Linked DNA regions of Mus musculus: region 1 is linked to region 2. Evidence: chromatin contacts called from public Hi-C data. All regions are on one chromosome and are shown on one strand. The core of a region is the stretch at or near the end of the contact, and the rest is flanking DNA. Distances in the headings are between cores, read along the strand shown.

The links. A called contact is a pair of places that touch in the nucleus more often than the background predicts.
Region 1: a contact with region 2 is called in a Hi-C map of uterus, with 2.7 times the contacts expected there. The contact joins two enhancer-like sites. A contact is called at or near these places in 4 of 39 promoter capture datasets (the 3T3-L1 cell line, cranial neural crest, embryonic stem cells and 1 more), 3 of 484 Hi-C or Micro-C datasets (adipose-derived mesenchymal stem cells and uterus), 1 of 115 datasets of contacts at active chromatin or transcription factors (cardiomyocytes) and 3 of 9 other capture datasets (adipose tissue, embryonic tail and embryonic trunk).

The regions. Positions count from the first base shown.
Region 1 is chr16:15,193,605-15,196,825 of GRCm38.p6, forward strand. No RefSeq gene overlaps it. Among named protein-coding and RNA genes, the nearest start is that of Gm41423, 81 kb to the left of the region's middle. RefSeq lists an enhancer at 809-2,512. Within about 2 kb of position 1,962, at least 100 of the 459 cell types and tissues checked have an H3K27ac peak or open chromatin away from gene starts, as enhancers often do. A contact at or near this core is called in uterus, where this site is marked.
Region 2 is chr16:14,892,762-14,896,055 of GRCm38.p6, forward strand. It overlaps Gm33696 (a long non-coding RNA gene), which reads right to left. Exons shown (of 3, transcript XR_384708.4): 3 at 1-7. Among named protein-coding and RNA genes, the nearest start is that of Efcab1, 12 kb to the right of the region's middle. Within about 2 kb of position 1,295, at least 37 of the 459 cell types and tissues checked have an H3K27ac peak or open chromatin away from gene starts, as enhancers often do. A contact at or near this core is called in uterus, where this site is marked.

The DNA of each region.
Region 1 (3,221 bases), core at 712-3,211, 300 kb after region 2:
GAACAAAGCAGAAACCAAGCAGCAGGAAAGAGTCACTAAAAAACTGCCCATTTCTGGTTTGTGGGGGGAAAACCATGCTCTATTCCTGCATAGAACCCTCCAGATCCTTATTTCTAATCATGTGCCTTTTATTCTATAGCCAGTGCTTTGAAAAAGTGTAGACATTATATGATACCAGTCCCACTTTTACTATCTGACATTGGATAAGCTGACCTACTCTTTTTTAGATGAGCTGAGTTTCCCATCAGTAAAATGGACATGTGCTCACCACAGTGTTATGCTAGGAAGTGTTGTGCTTGGTCCCTGATACTAGCAGCAAATGCAAGCTTGCCTTTCCAGATGCTTACATAGGAAGGTCACAGGGAACCCACAGCTTATTCATTGTATCCTTTTGTTTGCTCTCCAGGGTTTGCTAATTTGGGCAAGGAAAAGGAGATAGAAGGCCAAAACCCATCTACCTATTCTCTTGAACACTTGTTCTCAAAATTCCTTGTGATCCTAGGCAAAGGAATGTAAGACCTGGCCAGGGGCCCAGCAGCAAAGGTCCAGCAGCTAGAGGGTGGGTATGCAGATCTCACAGGAAGCCCACTGTTTGATAGATCTCTTTCTATGAGCAGACAGACAAATGAGCCAATGACAAAGGAAACACCATCAGATGTGTTAGGCAGTACATCCATTCTACCCAGGCAGTGCTTTCAGATACCCTAACCTACCTTCAGCCATCAGAGAGAAAGAGCGTTCTTCCTGAGCCACACACCCAGGAAGCCATTCCTCATCTTTAGAGGCATACTGGAACTTAAAATGATGGGGCAGAGTTGTGTTTCTGATCAGTTTGAGTGCATTTAGTTTTTTAGGCTCAGGGTTATTAAATGATAATACGGTGACAAAGATTTGGATAATGACAGGTAATAATGGGATAGCCCCTGCCTGGTGAGCCTCAGCAGCTGCACCTTCCAGGTTCTCAGAAAAAAGAGTAGTGCTCAGAAATGATGTCCTCAACATTGGCCCTGATTCTCCTTCCTTCAGAGTAGTTGACGAAGTGTCTGGCTGCATGTGTACAATGGGGAGGCACTCATTAAATGTTCTTAGATTAACCATACCTTCTTAGCATCAGAGTTTTGATCACATTCCCTTCCATACTAAAAGATCCTCCACACTCAATATGTCCCCAGTGTCTTCTTACAAGGCCTAGGACTCAGGACCAGCCTCATCCAAGGTCACAGCTGCATGTCCAAGTCATACCTTTTCCCACTAAGTGGATATTACTGAAGCTCTGAGCTGCATTTCTACTCCATCTAGCTAGTAAGTGTACTTGAACCTTAAAGAAATTATCTCTGGCTTTATTGTACTGCTGCCTTGAAACCATTTTCTCTTCCTTCACTCTCTGTCTTCCCTCCCTTTAAGAACCTTCTCTCCTGGGAGGATATGACGAGGATCCAGCTCTGGCCAGGCTCCCACAAAGACTTGGAAAGGGGCCTTCACAGAAGGTACTTGTCCCCTCCCTGGCTTTCAGCACATACCCAGGAATGTCTGCCAAGCTCTTCTGTTTCATCTCTATTTTGTACATTAACACAAGTCCAGCCATACATTTTGCCCATCCAGGATTTCACTCTGGGAAAGTGAAGATCCACTTGCACTACAGCAGAGGAAGGGGTTAGGATCTTTCTAGGAGGCAGCAAAATCAAAAGGACTCAATGCTAAGTGTCCCTCAGAACATCCTCTGATTTCCCAAGGCTGAAGGAAGGAATTATTCTGAAGGTATTAATAGAATGCAGATGTTGGAGAATGTGGCTTTAAATTCTGCTGAACAAATGACCCTGTTGGGAGGTCGTTTCCAGTCTCCAGGGACATTCCACAGAGGGCCCAGCTGATTGTCTCATATTGAAACAACATGTCCAAGACACATTCCAGCCTAAAGCAAGCGGAACAGGGCTACTCTGACCAAGTATAAATCATGAGGCAAAGGGCAACTACATCCCTCAGTGCTGCCCTCCTCCTTCCTGGTTCCCTCCACCTCCTCCACCTACCCCCAAGGAAAACAGAGTTTGAGTAAGAGGCTGCCAAGCCAGGCCGCTGAGGCGCCGGCTGGCTGGCAGCACACATGCTGCAGCTTGGGAAGCTTGCTTCTAGCTTTCCATGCTGTGGCCCTGATGGTTTTGCTTCAGTTCAGTTGCTCTTTGTTTCTGGTCTTCAGTCAAGTCCCAAACCACCAGGCTTCTCTAGAGAATTCAGTCTGACATTTTAAGAGTTAACACCAGAGCCCCCTGGACAGAAGGGCAGATAAGAGAAATTCTGGTGGGAGATGGATGCCGGAAGAACAGGGTAGAGGATTTCTTTAGAAAGTGAATGTGTTACTTGTGAAAATATTAGCCATCCAATAAAAAGAATGAAGTGTCTTTCAAGAGACAGTTTGCCAAAATGGAAAGAAAGTCTTCTTTCAAAGACAGCCAGACCTGGCACTGTTTGGTGAGCTGTGTGTTCAGGACAGACACAAATTAGCTGGTTTAGGGTGGAAGGCATTCCCCAGCAGCCTTTGGCTGGCCACTGTATGTTGGGAGCCGCGCCCACATTCGCCGTTACAAGATGGCGCTGACAGCTGTGTTCTAAGTGGTAAACAAATAATCTGCGCATGTGCCAAGGGTATCTTATGACTACTTGTGCTCTGCCTTCCCCGTGACGTCAACTCGGCCGATGGGCTGCAGCCAATCAGGGAGTGACACGTCCGAGGCGAAGGAGAATGCTCCTTAAGAGGGACGGGGTTTCGTTTTCTCTCTCTCTTGCTTCTCTCGCTCTTGCTTCTTGCTCTCTTGCTTCTTGCTCTCTTGCTTCTTGCACTCTTGCTCCTGAAGATGTAAGCAATAAAGTTTTGCCGCAGAAGATTCTGGTCTGTGGTGTTCTTCCTGGCCGGTCGTGAGAACGCGTCTAATAACAACTGTACTGGCTGAACCTGGCCTTTATAAGTTTGGTTTGTTATGAAAATGTGGGTGAGCCCACCATATCCTTTACTGGGGAAGTCTAACATCAGGCCCTGCCCACAAACCCACCTTCACTAGGCAAATGCAGAAGCTGTGGTCTAGATTTTCAAGGCCACCAGGGATGCTGCTGGTGATCTGAGAGGGCACCAGGTAGAACAGGAAGGGACATCTGTTCTCATGAATCAGAGGAGTTATTGGTAATAGGGATAGAACATCAACAGAAGCTGAGTGTCAATCAACATGGTG
Region 2 (3,294 bases), core at 45-2,544:
AGCATGTCTAAAAGAGATAACACAATAGTCTCAGGACTTGCTCACTGTTGCCAGACCACCCTAGTCAGACTGGGAAAATTACTCAGTAGACAAAGCAGCTTATATTCCCCAAATGTTACAAGAGCAAGTTTTAAATATAAAATATTGAAGACCTATGGCCAACAGGATGGTTCCTCATATGTACTGGTTAGGTAGGAGTGTCCTTAGCTACTCTGTGGTGCAATGTGTACGTTGGCTTTACAGGAGCCTCTTCTAGGGTCCTCTGCTCCTAGGCAACTCAGAGGTGTTTTATACTGGATGGCGCCATTGATACATGAGTTGCTCATCCCACATAGAAGTTCTACAGTTCTGCTCTCAACTCAACAGAATTTCTTTTCCAGAGCTCCTCTTTCCAGTCTGCCCTATGAGCAACAAAGGAAGACAGAACTTCTCAAAATGAATGGACTCCAGTTCTCCCAGGAGTCAGACAGTTTATAGAAATTTTAAGGGAAACATTCCAAGGACCCTTTCCCAGAATCCTTATGAACCAGACTTTTCTATGGCAGGGCTTGGAGACCTTTAATTTTCAAAATACCCCATGGGTGTTTCATTGATGCAGAGGACACAGGTTTCATTGGTTTCACCCATATGTTTGCCTCACATCATGAGGCAGGAACTGCCTCTAAACTCCCACTAATTTTCTCCAGGTACCTTGTCAGTCACACAGATAACCTGTAAGGATTTTCAGAATATTCATTTGGAATGTAGAGGGACCTCGTTTTTAAGTCTCAGGTAGTACGAAGATGTAAGCCTGTAGCCTTGTCCAAAGTTAGGACTCCAATGTACCCTGTGACAAACTGTCAGCTTTAGGAATTCTGGTCAGTGGGTCAGCAGGGAACCCCAGGACACTTGAATGAGATCTTGGAGACTAGAGACCTATAGCATGGTGAGTAGCTGTCTACTTGGGGATGAAAGATGTTGTCTATAATTAGCTCATATTCAAGAAGGCAGGGGCTTGTAGGCACACAGTTTTGTTTCATGTTATTAAATCTGCTTCTGGGGCAAAATAGAATTTTTAAGTCTATTTCACAAAGAACAACTTTTGCAACCAGGGATGTAGATGAAATCCATCTCCTTTTCCCCCTCTTTCCCTCCTTCTCCTCTCTTTCCCTTCCCTCCCTGTTCACTGCAAGTCTCTAAGGCCGAGATCATTATCCAGGCAAAAGAAAGAGTGTGTGTGCTGTGGCCTTCACAAGGAGGCCTGTGGGTTTGGGCCAGGAGCAGGAATTCCCCACACAGACAGCAAGTCGGCTGCTGGGGATGAACTCAGCAGCTCTACAGAAAGCCCCTCTGTTCTCAAGCACCAAGGTGCCTGAGTGGCGTGTTCTGGAGGCCACAGAAGGAGGAACTGTTTGAAAAGGGGTGTTTTTTTCCCTAGAATACACAGCGATCCTATTTCCTTAGGGGTGCTGTAAAAACTAGCCATGACTAGATTGCCAAATGTAGCTAAAAGTCAGCAAGGATATTTATCTCCTCAGGCTAAAGTTGTTGGGATGGATCTCTCAGACCAACTTTGAATACTCAATAAATCAAAATGAAAGATTAAAATAAGAAAGCATTTGCTAAGCATGTTTGGAAAGAGCACTTTTATATTGCTATTTTTTCTTGCTCTGTGATTTTACTGGCTTTTTAATCCAATAAGAAATGTGCATGCATTTGAGGTGGGAAACAAAAACAGAAAAGGAAAAAGGTAACCGATTCTTGGAGCTTTGACTCTCAAGAGATTTTCAGGTGAAAAGAATTCAATAGCTAAATCTAAACTCAGTTGTTTTTATTAAGTGTAAAACACAAACAAACAAAAACGGGAAACAATCCCTGAAGGGCCATGACTGATGATCAAAAAAAAAAAAAAAAAATCTACTGAATTGTATTCTTTGTTTCTCTTTCATTAAAATGTAAGGACTGATTTCCTGGGAAGCCCCATCAATAATGTTAACTACTATGAATATGTGTGAGCATGTGACTTGCTGGAATGCACAGGGAGACACTTCCCAGAGCCTGGTCTCTGGTGTGTAATGTGAAAGTGTCTTACTTGTTTAGAGAACAACATTGCACAACAAAGTTTAGGAGGCCCTTTATAGCTTAGAGGCTGTCTCTTGCTGTAGCTTGGCTTAACCTTCTGGACAGCCGCAAAGCCTCTGCTTCTGCTAAAACATACAACTGGGGGCTGGCTGCCTCTTCTGAGTCCAAATCAGACAAGCAAGTACTGCAGCTGTTCTTCTTATGGGTGGGGCTCCACCTACTTGCACATCCATAAGCCTACAGAGGACACAAGCATGCCAAGCAGTGTCTCTTAAAACTTTGCAGACTGAGCCATAACCTCAGTATCCAATGGCTATATTTGTAGATGACCTTTAATGGCATAATTAAGTTAAATGAGTTCATTAAGGTGGGTCTAAGTCAATATGACTGGATATGTCAACATGCCTTTGCTGGAAGACTTGAAAACACAAACACTTAACAAGGGGGATCATATGAAACACAGAGGTGATGAGAGGATGACCATCGGCAAGTCCAGGAGAGAAGACTCAGGTTGCATCAGCCTTGACAACACTTCCACCTTGGACTGCTAAACAATAGATTTCCAGCTGGCCCTCTGTGGTGGTAGCCAAAGAAGTTGATATAACTTTGAGCAATGCCTAGGATTCCTGCTCTCCAGTTTTAAACAAAAAAGGCAGTTCTGCTTTAGGCACAGATAAATCTGCCTCATTCTGGGATGGCAGTGAGGATACATTAAGTACCTAACATAAAATGTGGTAAAACACGCAAAGCAAGCAAACATGCTCATGAGCTTCAAGTGCATAAACACACAGCTGCTTTCAGATGACAGGACTCTGCTGTTCACTTGAGCATCTCTGCAAGGGAAAGCCTGCTTTCTAATACAAATAATAATGAAAGCCAAATCTGTACCTAAGCCAAGCAAGAAAAGCCTACAAGCCAGATTTGAGCAAGGTCTAGCTCTCAAATGACAGTGTATACATGTCTGTCGAAAACACTCAGCAATGGGGCATTTGGACATGGAAATAGAATACTTTCTTTACCTCAAAAGCTTTGTCTACATCCATCTTCCAAAGGAAACAGCTTCTCAGAGACTGCCAGCTGATAAGAAGTGGCAAGTGATAACTGAGACTTTCATGGTAAAATATAAATAGCTCCTAAGAATAAAAAGGCCAGGAAACTGTCTGGGGAATTATGTAGGCAAAAGTATGCCTTCCAAAACACACACTTACACTCATGCTCACACACACGCACACA